Regions from separate parts of the Mus musculus genome. Here region 1 is linked to region 2. A link is a contact called in public Hi-C data. All regions are on one chromosome and are shown on one strand. The core of a region is the stretch at or near the end of the contact, and the rest is flanking DNA. Distances in the headings are between cores, read along the strand shown.

What was found. Hi-C and Micro-C count contacts between places; a contact is called where the count stands out from the background.
Region 1: a contact with region 2 is called in a Hi-C map of bone marrow-derived macrophages, with 11 read pairs. The contact joins two enhancer-like sites. A contact is called at or near these places in 1 of 15 datasets of contacts at CTCF or cohesin (the NIH/3T3 cell line), 3 of 484 Hi-C or Micro-C datasets (bone marrow-derived macrophages, embryonic fibroblasts and nephron progenitors) and 1 of 115 datasets of contacts at active chromatin or transcription factors (astrocytes).

Annotation. Positions count from the first base shown.
Region 1 is chr12:52,845,671-52,852,610 of GRCm38.p6, forward strand. The region is part of intron 2 of Akap6 (A kinase (PRKA) anchor protein 6); the gene reads left to right. Among named protein-coding and RNA genes, the nearest start is that of Gm51971, 50 kb to the left of the region's middle. Within about 2 kb of position 1,546, at least 60 of the 459 cell types and tissues checked have an H3K27ac peak or open chromatin away from gene starts, as enhancers often do. A contact at or near this core is called in bone marrow-derived macrophages, where this site is marked.
Region 2 is chr12:51,936,844-51,943,455 of GRCm38.p6, forward strand. It overlaps Heatr5a (HEAT repeat containing 5A), which reads right to left. Exons shown (of 36, transcript NM_177171.4): 12 at 2,728-2,880; 13 at 1,228-1,327. Among named protein-coding and RNA genes, the nearest start is that of Heatr5a, 31 kb to the right of the region's middle. Within about 2 kb of position 1,303, at least 15 of the 459 cell types and tissues checked have an H3K27ac peak or open chromatin away from gene starts, as enhancers often do. A contact at or near this core is called in bone marrow-derived macrophages, where this site is marked.

The DNA.
Region 1 (6,940 bases), core at 296-2,795, 910 kb after region 2:
CACAGTGCCCCCAATGGAAGACCTGGAGGAAGTACCCAGGGAGCTGGGGGGATCTGCAGCCCTGTAGGTTCAACAATATGAACTAACCAGCACCCCCAGAGCTCTTGTCTCTAGCTCCATGTGTATCAGAAGAAGGACTTGTTGGCTATCAGTGGAAAGAAAGGCCCATTGGTTGTGCAGACCTTATATGCCTCAGTACAGGGGAACGCCAGGGCCAAGGTGTGGGAAAGGGTGGTTGGGGGAGTGGGTGTGGGAGGGTGTGTGTGGGGCTTTTGGGATAGGATTGGAAATGTAAATGAAATAAATACCTAATAATATATATATATATATATATATATATATATATATATATATATATATAAAGAAAGTGTGAATAATGAAAGCAGAGCCTTCTAAACTACACAGGAAGAGCCTGCTTAGTAAGATGCTGGTACAGGGAACTGATTTAAAGATGGAGTTATTTAAAAAAAGGGAAGTATAACTTAAAAAGTTAAATTGGGAAATAGTAAGAAGATCTGTTTGTGAGTGGCCAAGGGTGGTGATGTAGCTCTTTGATGAGGACAAGGGAGATGGACATAAGCTATCTAACCCAGGATCTGTGGCCTCCAAAACTGCGAGAAACACATTTCTATCACTCACAAGCTACTTAGTGATGATGCTTTGTTATAGCAGCCCCACCCAGACTAAGAGTTTCTGAAGTCTTCATCTTCCTCACACTGGAGTTACGATGACTTAGGTCTTTGAGGACAGTTAAGGATTTGTAATGCACCCTGAGTTGTGAGAAGATGAAACAGTATTTCTGCAAATTTGAGGGAGCTGGACCTTAGAATTCGGGTTGCTGTTCTTAATAATTTTGCTTTCGGTGTGTCTGATAAACACTTTAGTCTCTTCTTTTTTATTTCTAGAGCTTATTTATTTTTATTTTATGGGTATGAGTGTTTTACCTGTGTGTGTACACATGTATGTGTGTGTGCGTGTATGTATTCATGTGTGTTCATGTGTGTACCTGGTGCTCCTAGAGACCATTAGAACACACTCAATCCATCCCCTGAAGCTGGACTTACAGACTACTAAGCCATCATGTGGTGCTAGGAATTCAACCCAAGTCCTCCAGAGACAGGCAGTGAGAGTGCTCTCAACAACCGAGCCCTATTTCCGGCTAAACTTTTTAGGTTTTTTTTTTTTTTAAAGTTATACATAATAAGGGAATTTTTGGTCTTAGGAGAACTATAGGTGCTATGTCAGATATCTAAAGAGAAAGCAAATTATCCTTCAGTGGAGACTGAGCATCATTGCTCCAAATAAGAGAGGGTTTTGGTTGTAGTTGAAGAGGAAAAAGCCTGTGAATGATGTAAATAGTGAACTCTCCTCCATGGGGTCCTGCACTAATGAAAGGTCTATGCCCATCCCCAGACACTTATGCCTGAAATAACACCACCATAGGGGGACTCGCAGGCTTTATTTTCTTCAGTATCCATGCCTAGTCACCGAGAGGTACCCATTCACAGTCACACTGTCTGGTGTTTCCTTTCGTGGTTTGATGACAGTCGTATAAATTGACTCATCCAGCTATTCTGAGGGAAGAAAGCAGTTGTGTAGAGCCAGAAGATCTGTGATGCCAAATACACACATTTAAAAAAATGGCTTTAGCTCACCATTGGTTTGAATTTAGATTTTACTGTGCTAGACACAGTTTAGTATTCAACAGAGGACACACACTCAGGAACTGAGCTCAGTGCACTCTACCTCTGTCAGCTTATGTTGATGTTTCTTACTGCCTCATCTCTCAGTACCATTGTGCAAGCCTGAAAGTGTTTCTTGCCAGGAAGTTGTCTATGTGGGTTTTCCAGTTGTTTCAGCACAAAGAATTAGTGGATATAAAGTTTCATCTATGATAAAAGTACCTTAAAATATACTATATTTCTTTCTGATATAAAGATGGTTGTACCCTTGGCAATGGGCAAAGAGACACCTTGTCGGTAGTGTTTTCCTTATATTAGGGACAGAGCAGAAGGCAGCCATTTTCTTTTTTTTTGATCCTAGGTTGATACCTGGCTTGGTGGCCCAAGCTGTCTTATGCGTAGGACTCACAAAATTCAAGTCAAATCCAGGCAGCACAGTGCAGCCAGAGGAAGATAAACAGAGACCTAAGACCATTGTGCCACCCACAGACCTGCCCTCCAGTGCACAACACATGTGGGCCACAGACACCCACTTGTTACCACTCCACACAACACAGATGGAGGATGTCACCCGGAGTTGGCAGCCATGTGCCCAGGCTGCAGCAGGAGTCAACACAGTGTTTGGTCAGACAAAAGGGAAAGAGAAGTGGAGCAGCTTGAGCATAATGAAGAGAGATGAAACCGGAGACTGGAGGGTGGAGAGGAGTGGCCAGCTGTGAGCCAGCTCTGCCACCCGGGGCCTTGATGAAGTCCCAGCTTACGCTGCCACGGAGGGCCATGTCTGGGTCTGTGGCTTTGTAGCAGCTGGTGTCGACAATGTCAGTGTTCATGCCTCACTGGAGAACATGGGGATTCCCTGGTTGGGGCAGTCCGTGGGGACTACGTGAATATCCAAGGACTGTGCATAGCTGGCCCTGCTCCTCACTGGATGCAACACTCTGGAGAGCTGGCCCTATCTCTCACTGCTGACAGCATCTGGGGAGGCGGGGCCTGCACCTTGCCCAAGCAGCACAGCGGAGCTGGCCCTTGTGACTGGGCTATGGCTGAGCTGCCCGGGGGGTAAAAGTGTAGGAGAGCCAACCCCACCACTTCCACTTGTCTGCCATGGGGTGGCACAGGCGCAGGGTGATTACCCCCTCCCTTCTGCTCTCCTGCGCGCTACAGTCAATGAGGGGGCAGGGATAGTCCTCCCACCTATTGCAGCTAACGAAGGGGAAAGGGAGAGGGCATCACCCACGTTCCCACACCACCTCACACCAGCTCTCCCACACTTCCGCCCTCCAGGATGGCTCACACACACCTCCTCCACTAGGACCAGCTCTACTGTGGTGCCCAAAGGTCAAGGCTCGCTCTTTAGAGTCCTGCCGCTGGTGAAGGGCAGAGCTGGCTCAGGCAAGTTCAGAGTTCACGACCCGTGAGCATACAATACTGATGGTATCACAGAAACCAGGGATCTCAGACCAGACTGACAACAATCATTGCAATGATCATTTACAAGTAAAGATGTGTGGGAAAAGGGATAGACTGTGGGACACACTGCGACACACTACAGCTTCCATAAAGAGATGTTTTTATGCTTTATTTTGTTGTTGTTTGTTTATCTGTGTTAGTTTGATTAGGGGTAGGTTGCAAGGGTGGATACGAGGGGACGGGGAGATGAGCCGGACTAGGGTGCGTGATGGGAAACTCACAAGGAATCAATAAAAAGTTAAAAAAACTGTTGTACAAAATCAAGTCAAATGACATTCTCCCACAACCCCCCCCCCCGCCCGTGTTCTGTAGTGAGAACGTCTACTGACCATGTAGTGTTTAGTCATTTAGACTTCTAATCTGTGTTCACATTCTTTTTTTTTTTCCTTTTTTTTTTAAAAATTAGATACAGCCTTTATTGACTACTATATGTGACCAGTTATCTTACCTCACAGAATATTTTGGAGTTAATATATAAAGATTTAGTTTTTATATTCAGTTTTTTTTTTTTTGGTTGATTGATGATTCAATAATGCATTCAAGGAGTCAAAATTCTTAAGGTGGTAAGCAGGATGGCTTCCCATGGGAAGGTGCCTTGCCTGTTACTCCTAACACACAGTCTTCTCTCTGGGGGCAACTGCTGCCAGTTACCTTCTAGACGGAATGCATCTAGCCATGCACCTCAGCACAGAAGCGAGCTATATATAGCATCACTGAGCCTGTAGGAGGAGGAGATCCCAGTTACCCAGTCTCTGTCCTCTTACAACAACGACCCCAGCAAAGGAGCCTCTAGCTAGTGACTCTGTGTCTACTCCAAACTGAGAGATTCATCATCCTAGAGGAGTATATCATACCTAAGTCTGCCCGTTTTGGTGCTTCCAATAATTGTAGTCATATAAGATGTATCTTTGTGTATTTGGCTTCTTTTGTTCAAATGTTTATGGTTTATAAAGTTTATCAAATTCCCCCCTCCAAACATACTGAGACCATATGATTAATCATTTTTTTAAAATATTAAGCCAACCTTCGTTCCCAGAATGAATGTATCTAATTTTTATGTATATGTGTGAGTGAGTGAGTGTGTGTGTGTGTGTGTGTGTGTGTGTGTGTGTGTGTGTATTACTGGATTCAATTGGTAAAGAATTATCTATTTCTGAGTTATCCCTATACCTCTGAGCCTTTCTCTCTGAAAGCCTGGATTTTCTCCGCTATCCCACCTTCGTGGCGGGCTCTGAGCTTGTTTATTTTTCTCCCTCTAGCTTTGGAGTCTACTTTAATTTTGTCTCAGCCTCCCCACCTCTCAGTTGTGCTTATGAATCTGTATGAGAAGATGGTGACAGTACCTTCCCTCTGCGTTCCGTTCTGGGTGGGATCCTAAATTCTGGATTCCCCTCTGCCCTGGAAGCGGCTCTCTGATGCCTTCAGACTGCTTGGTTTTCTAGCTCTCTAGTTTCCCTTAGTGTGGTAGCTGGTGTTCATAAGCTAGTCTGTCCTAACCAGAAATAAAAATAACATGGAAATGGAAAGCTAGTCTTCTGTCAGAGCACCATGGTCTTCTCAGAGGATAATAAGTCCACACTAAGCCCATGTCTCTGGGAGGAGCAAAGGACCTTGAATCCTCAAAGTCCTCTTGCTGGGATGCCACTAGAAAGCGTCCTTCCTCAATTGCTTTGTGCCTTAGGCCAGATCCTTCCTTCTGGGGTACCCAGTCACTCGTGACAGGAAATGAGGAACTCTGTTCACAGCTTCTCTGCCTGTTCTCACATTAGAGCCCATCGGTCACTGAATCACGCCTTTTGTAGTTCCCTGTGGTTTCGTTCTGTTTTGTTTCAATAAATTTGTTCACTTTGTCTCAGTCCCACCGCCTTACCGTGGGCCCAACTGTGGTAGCTGTTTGTGTTATTGAAAAGACTCCACTCCCACTCCCTGTGAAAACAAGGAAAGGTCTTTCAAAACTGTGAACAGGACCCAAGCCTTCAGCATTGTGTTTAAATCCAAGAGCAGCTCTCTGTGGCCCTCTGTCTAGCACTGCCTATATTGTACACATGGCCTTGCAGCATCTACTGCAGCCAGGCTTTTTGTGCTATGGGTACTGAGAGATCTCTCTGCCTCTGCTCAGGGGCTGTCCCCTTCTGGCCTGTGACTAGAACAAAGGATGACCTTCTAGGTTTGTTTCCTCCACATTAAGAGGAAATTAGGTTTGTTTCCTCCACATTAAGAGGAAGTTGAGTTAGAAGATTTCCAGTTCAGAGGACTTTGTGATTCTGAGCCATTGGCTTAAACTGTAGTATGTATCATTGTAAGAACCAGGCTTATGTCTACAGCAATCTCTGTACTGGTCGTAAGCATTGCATAGCGTGAGCTGCTCTGGTTTGACTTTTGTTGCTGTGACAAGAACAACTCTGACCAAAAGTAGCTCAGGGATTTACTTACACTCACAGTTCAGATTAGGGTCCATTCCGTGGGAAGTCCAGGCAGGAACTTCACAGCGAGTGTTTTGGTAGCCCATAGAGCTTTATCTCCAACTGAGAAATTCATTTCACAGGCAAAGAAGCAGACAGAATGAAGCCAGCTCCCACCCCGCTAGCTTCCTACCCATGTCAGGATGGCCTCCTGGGATGGGCTTCTCCTCTTGTTCTCTGGCTTACAGGCCTCACAGTCTGCAGCTTCTCTCCAGTGCTCTCCTACCGGCCGCTGTGGAGCTCTTATTCCTTATGAGGCTGACACACTGCTTGGCCAAGCAGGCAACTTTCTTTTGGGAACTGTTTATCTCTAAGGTCCCTGAGGACTGAAACAAAATTCTTTTCATTTTAGAATTTCTCTGAAATGAATATAGAGCTTAGTATATAATGAATGTTGAACTAATTAACTTATATTCAAATGAATGCATGTTTTCTATTGAACGCTAGTCAAGAAATAGAATTTTCATATAGAGATCTTAATTGTATTAACCTTGTATCTGAAGCACCAAATACACACACACACACACACACACACACACACACACACACACACACACACACACAGAGAGAGAGAGAGAGAGAGAGAGAGAGAGAGAGAGAGAATCCCTAACTTGAAATTTTAAAATATGTAGTATTCCAAAGAGTGAAACTTTTTGACTGCCAATATCTTGTCAGAGTGGAAAATCCTACACTACACTTGAACTCATGTGATGGTTGCAATAAAAACACAGGCATGGTACAAATAATATATATGGTTACCTTTGAGCTATGTATACAAGATATACATGAAACCCAGATGGGTTTCTTCCCTAAAATATCTTATTGTGCACATATAAATATTCTAAAATCCAAATGAATCTACAGACCAAGATACCTCTAGTCTAATGCAGTTTAGATCATGAAAACTCAATCTACATAAATATTTGGGGTATGGCTGACTAACAAAATTATATTTACACGTTTCTTAGATTCCATAAGGAATATGTAACTTCTCAACTATGCATAGCTTTATCCAGACTGATGCCAGTACTTGGTTCTGGTTAGAAAATCCTGTCTTGATTTTGCCATCTTTCTTCTTTTGAGCTAGCAAGAGCTGACAGCTATTTAAATAAAAATTAAAAATAGTACATGTCCTGTTTGTTCCTGCCAGAATGTTAAGTGACCATGACCACAGAACTGAAATTGTGCTCTGTCTCTCCCTCTGTCCCTCCATCCCTCCCTCCCATTGTTAGTTTGAATTTAGGTTGCCCTGTGATAGACAGAGTGTAGTACTTAGCAGACAGAGGACACACTCTCAGGAGCTGAGCTCAGTGCACTCTCCCTCCA
Region 2 (6,612 bases), core at 53-2,552:
CAGACTTCTACCTCACTCTAAGTAGAAAAATCAACTTAAGATGGATTAAAGATGCAAACACAAAAGATAAAACTTGAAATATAAGAAAATCAAAGCAAAAATATACAAGATGAAGCCTGGGAGCAGTGGCATGCACCTTGTATCCCAGCACTTGAGAGGAAAGGCAGGTGGGGCTCCATGAGTTCACGGTCAGCCTGGTCACACAGAGTTCTAGAACAGTCAGGTCTACACAGAGAGACTGTTTAAAAACAAAACAAAACCAACAAAAAACCAGAACAACCCTTCTCTCTCCCAAAAATTCCAACACTAACCAAAAAAGATGTGACATTTAAATTGAGAACATATTAATTAAAAAAATATATTTTAGTTTTTAATGGACAGCAATAGTGTTGCAAATATGTACAAAGTCTTATAAGTCAACTTAAAAGGACAAACAACCTAAAAGAGAGAAAGCTATCAGATCAAAGGCATGGCTGTTGCTTATGTTCTAGTTCAGTGTTAAACAGGACAACTGTCCCCCTATCTGCCCAGCACTGTATGATTCCTTCTGAGCTATAAGAGTTGAGAAATTTTGATGCAGATCTGAGAACCTATACAATTTAAATTATTTACTGTGGCCCTTAACGTTTAGAGCCAATGCTTTAGCTATGCTTGATTCAATGATGGTCATCTATTATCATACTTCTAGGCTGTACCTTAATGCATTTTTTCTTTATACATAAAGTGGCGTATCATAAAAAACCTTTTGAAAGAATGTTCTTTATACCAATTAATTTGGAAATTAGTGCTTATAATTGTAAGTTACACACACACACATACATACAATAAAAAGTATTGGCTTTTTCCTGTGTTTTATCAGCTAGATGATAAATCAACTATAAGAACTATAAACACACAAAAACCTGTATCTAGTTCTTTGGAAAATAGAACAACACTAACAAACCAATACAATGCATACCTGCAAAGGTTAGCAGGCTTAGGATTTAATTTCTTGTTAAAACTGCCTGTATGAAAGGTATATTATTCACCAAGTAATTTTCCTTCCCTTTTAATATGCATTTTTTCTAGCCTAAAAGAGAAGAAGAGAAGTCACATATCTAAATGACTGCCTTCCTCTGCCAAAGGAATCAAGTCTATCAGCTTGCATTATGAGTACACCTAAGGGATTACAGAGCGGTAGCTAACTGCTCTTAGAAAGCTCTTCCAGTCTAAAGAACTGATCCTTACTGAGTCAGCAGATCCACAGCACAGGGAAGCGGCGGCAGGAGTCGCTGGATGACTTCCTCAGTAAGGAGATCACCACAGTGCGAAATGAAACTCTTGACAGCTGAAAATGAGAACAGACACTTACTCCCTGTACAGAGTCATAGGCCACGAGACCAGAACATTCAGTTATGTATAGCATCAGCAATGTTACAAAGAAGTGCTCAAAAAAAATAGTATCTTGAAATTCTAATGATTAAAAAGGAAGCTAGTATCTTCCATCTTTAATTATATTTTTCAAGAATTTCCTGGGATTGCTAAGAGACTAATAAATTAACAAAATGGTGGTGCCCTGGGTTGTGCTTAACCCTTGAGATCAGAGGCAGTGAGTTTAAGGTCAGCGTGATCTACACAGTAAGTTCTAGGACGGCAAGAGCTACATAGTAGCTCATCTCAAATCTCAAATACATCTCAAATTTAAAACAAGAAGAGAAACAAAGAAATCAGGGGTTAGAGAGATGTTTCATTGTTTAAAAACGTGTAGGATTCATATCTGGTTCCTGTTACCATGTTGCTTTGATTGCACTTCAAGGGGGATCTGACCCCTTTTCTGACCCCACTGTTAACCCCCCCCCCCCCACAATGTGTGTGCGTGTGTGTGTGTGAGAGAGAGAGAGAGAGAGAGAGAAAGAGATATTTTCACATACACACAAATACAAATAAATCTTTAAAAATAAATAAATAAAAAAGCAGCTTAGACTTCCAAGTCCGTCAGTTTCTCACTAGTTCTGCAGAAACATGCAGACTCTAGCCAGGGCATGAGTTTACAGTTACTCAAATAACTGAGACTGCTTCAGAAGAAGAGAAAAATAAATAGTTCAGACTGAGTGTCGGGTTGAAATTAAAATTTTTTCCTTTTTAAGGGTAAAATTCATTGGATAAACAAAACAAGCATGTGGTGGTCCCTGTTCTAAGAAAGCCATTTTCCTTAGTTTAAACTAATAGTGAGAAGTTATTGTCAAGCCTACATACACTGTCACAAATACAAACTGGGACCCACACATCTCCAGGGCTAATTAAATCAAATTCTTACTACCTTTTTTTTTTTTTAAAGATTTATTTATTATATGTAAGTACACTGTAGCTGTCTTCAGACACACCAGAAGAGGGAGTCAGATCTCATTACGGATGGTTGTGAGCCACCAAGTGGTTGCTGGGATTTGAACTCAGGACCTTCGGAAGAGCAGTCGGGTGCTCTTACCTGCTGAGCCATCTCACCAGCCCCAAATTCTTACTACTTCTTGTGGGTTTCCATCTGGCCTGAGTCTGAGACATGCAGTGGTCAGTCTAAAGCTCCAGCTCTCAGACTTGGCTCAGTACCACTCAGAGTTATCACCAGCTAACTGATCACACTCAGGTATGGAAACACCAGCCAGATTCCTGTCCCCTTACACTAAATGAAACCTACAGAATGTACAAAGGGTAAAGAAAGGCCAGGGAGAAGAGAGATGGCAGTCAACCTACCACAGAGAGCACCGGCTCGGCCTTCCAGGGTCACTTGCCAGGTAAACGAGTCTCCTCGGCTCTTTTCTGTTTCTAGATCTCTGGGGGACGCTGGAAAGACACACTTCCACAGCAGCAGAACTCGAGTGAGGTGGTGACTGACCACGGCAGGACCTGCAAAGACAACCTCACGTGACTCCTTAGAGCTGGACTAGGGAGCAGGGGTGTCTCCCTTAAGATGAAAATACTTGAATGTACAACTCCAATGTTTTGTATCTTCTGGTTTCCAATGAATGGTTATTAAGTGTTGCAGCCCAGAAAAAGAAACAGGAACTAAACAGCCAAGCCTGGGTCGGGGTGTCAGCTACTAGCTAGCTACTGTCTCCCGTGACAGAGTGAACGTTAGTGTACTTGAAAATCTGGCCAATAGCACATAAATGGAAGGTACAATTGCTATGGCAACAAGCAACATTGTAACATTCCTCAGAGTAACGTTTTATTTCATATTTTAGTTATGTGTACACAGGTGTGTCTGTGTTTGGGTATGCATTTAAGTGAAGTTGCCCAAGGAAGCTAGATTGTTGGATCCTTGTACTGACTATGGGAGCTGGAAAGCAAGAAGGCTGAGCCACCTCTCCAGCTCCATCTCTCCAGCCCCATATCTGCTTTTGCCTCATTCTTCCAAATGCTCCTATTATAGGTTTACAGTAGCACATCTGTACATTTTGACTACTTCAGTCTTTTGTTTAAAAAGAATTTTTAAGACTTTTTTTAATGTGTGAGTGCTTTGTTTGCATGTATGTATGTATATATGTATGTATGTATGTATGCATGTATACCACGTAAGAGCATGATGCCTGTAGAGATCAGATCTGTCAGAACTGGAGTACACTGGCTAGTTTTGTCAACTTGACACAAGGTAGTCATTTGGGAAGGAAGCTCCACTGAGAAAATGCTCCCACCAGCCGGGCCTGTGGTGAAGCCTGTGCCGCATCTTCTTGACTGATGACTGGTATGGGAGGTGGAGCCACCCCTAGACGGGTGGTCCTGAGTATTGTAAGAAGGCAGGGTAAACTGCTAAGTAGCACTCCTCCATGACCTCTGCACCAGTTCCTTACAAACTGTAAGCTGAAGAAACCCTTTCGTCCCCAGGTTGCTCTTGGTCACAGTGTTTTCCCACAGCAATAAAAACCCTAACTAAGACAGAATTATAAGTGGTTGTGAACTATCATGAGGGTAGTAAGAACAGCACCAGGGTCCTCTGCATGAACAAGTGCTCTTAGCTTCTGAGCCATCTTTCCAGCCTGTCTATTTCTTGAGGTACACTTTGGAGCTCAGGCTGGCCTGGAACTCATGACCCTCCTGCCTCAGCCTCCCAGTGCTAAGATGACAGGTGTAAACGACAATCCAGGCTTCTCACTGTTAACATCTGAAACAACTTGTTCCAGGTTAACGTTCAGATGCAATAAAAGGTGATGGAGAGGGCTGAGGAGACGGCTCAGCAGGTAACGCGCTCGCTTTACAACAGAAGGCCTCTGTTCCATCTCCATCCTCAACACCCACATAGGAGGAAGGAGAGGACCAGCTCATGAAGTGGTTTTCTGACCTCACAGGCATGCACACGCCTTCACAATAATAAAGTAGAAGTATTTAAAGGCAATATATAGTGATAATATTATCATTTAAAAACAAAACAAAACACCCTAAGACGCATTAAAAACTAAAGCTCAGCTTTTCTTTTTTTTTTTTTTTTTTTTTTTAAGATTTATTTATTTATTATATGTAAGTACACTGTAGCTGTCTTCAGACATACCAGAAGAGGGAGTCAGATCTTATTACGGATGGTTGTGAGCCACCATGTGGTTGCTGGGATTTGAACTCAGGACCTTTGGAAGAGCAGTCAGGTGCTCTTACCTGCTGAGCCATCTCACCAGCCCCTCAGCTTTTCTTCCCAAACAGAATTCTTTCACACTTAGCTGTGGGTGTGCACCCCTTCCTCTGTGCTCTCTCTGAACTGTGCAGCGTGGGGAAATGCAATGGGCTTTTGGGGGAGACGTGTGGGAGAGGCCTGAGTAGGCTAATTTGGTTCTGCCCACTTAGATATGTAAACTTGGGCAAATAATTTAACTTTTTTGTCCTCAGTTTTCTCATTTTTAGTAAGAGAAATAACAGTATTTCCCTCATAGGATAGTTTCCAAGACTTTCGGTTCATAGAGACAGCAGTCCTGGCTTGAGTTAGGCATTTATTCAGTGTCTGGTGTGCAATTATTGTCATTGTTATTATTTGGTGTTTTGCATTAGTCTTAGTCAGGGTTTCTATTCCTGTACAAACATCATGACCAAGAAGCAAGTTGGGGAGGAAAGGGTTTATTCGGCTTACACTTCCATACTGCTGTTCATCACCAAAGGAAGTCAGGACTAGAACTCATGCAGAGCAGGAGAGGCCATGGAGGGATGTTCTTTACTGGCTTGCTTCCCCTGGCTTGCTCAGCTTGCTCTCTTATAGAATCAAGACTACCAGCCCAGAGATTGCACCACCCACAGTGGGCTAGGCCCTTCCCCCTTGATCACTAATTGAGAAAATGCCTTACAGTTGGATCTCATGGAGGCATTTCCCCAACTGAAGCTCCTTTCTTTGTGACAACTCCAGCCTGTGTCAAGTTGACACATAAAATCAGCCAGTACAGGATTTTTTGTCTTTTTAAGGCAGGGTTTCTCTATGTAACTCTGGCTGTCCTGGAAGTTGTTATGTAGACCAGGTTGGCTTCAAACTCACAGAGAGCTGCCTGTCTCTGCCTCCCAACTGCTCAGCTTAAAGAGATACACACCATCACACCCACCATTACACATCAAAATAAAATAATTAAGAAAATCAAAGAATCGAGACTTGATTAAAAAGAAGAGTAGCAACTGCAAGCTTTGGGAAAATGTCCAGCACCCAGGGCACTTTATAATGCGAACACCAAAGAAGGCCAGGGTCACATTAAGAAGGCATGTGAATAAACTGTTGGGCTTTCAGCTTGCCAAAGATATGGGTCAAGAGGAATAATGACTGCATTGGTTTGAAACATACAAATATGTAATATTCCATGAGTTTGTAATGGTATCTAAAACAGTCATACACCTTTAGAAGCTGCTAGGATTTTATTTATTAATTTTTGCAGTACTGGATATTGAACTCAGGGTTTCATGCATGCTAGGCAACTCTCTACCACTGAGTAAATCCCTCTAGGATTTTAGAATATTCTAAAAATTTCTGATAACAAATGAAACAAATAGGGGCCAGGGAGATAGCTCAGTTGTTATGAGTTTGCAGAACGAACATGAGAACCTATGTTAGCATGGCTTGGCACAGTGTGTGTAACCAGTGGGGGAGGGGGAAGTCCTGGAGCTGGCAGCCAGTCCAGCCAAAACAGGAGGCTCCAGATTCAATGATACGCTGTTTCTAAAGACACAGTGGAGAATGACTGTGATACCAGGTGTCAATTTATTTTATCCACACCCATGCCCACCTCTCCTACATGTGCATCTGCACAAACATACACATATACTGCAACAAACACCACAAAGGCAGAGGGGTGGGGTGGGGGCATACAAAAATACATATAAAATAGAGTTCAAGAAAACACAATAAAAATACTCATAAGAAGTAAAAACTTTTATATAGTGATTATAAAATGCCTAAGTCAATCTCTCCCTCTCCCTCTCCCCCTCTCTCTCTAACATAAGCTCTTGTTCTCTAGCCCAGGCCAACCTCAAATATGCAATCCTCCTATCTCAGTTCAGCCCCCTCTACAACCATGGCAGACTTACTCATCTTTCTGATGTTGTTGTTGTTTAAGAAAAGAACATTGTACAGCCTTCCTCCAGTGCAATGGCATTGGATATACAAGGTTATATCCAGAT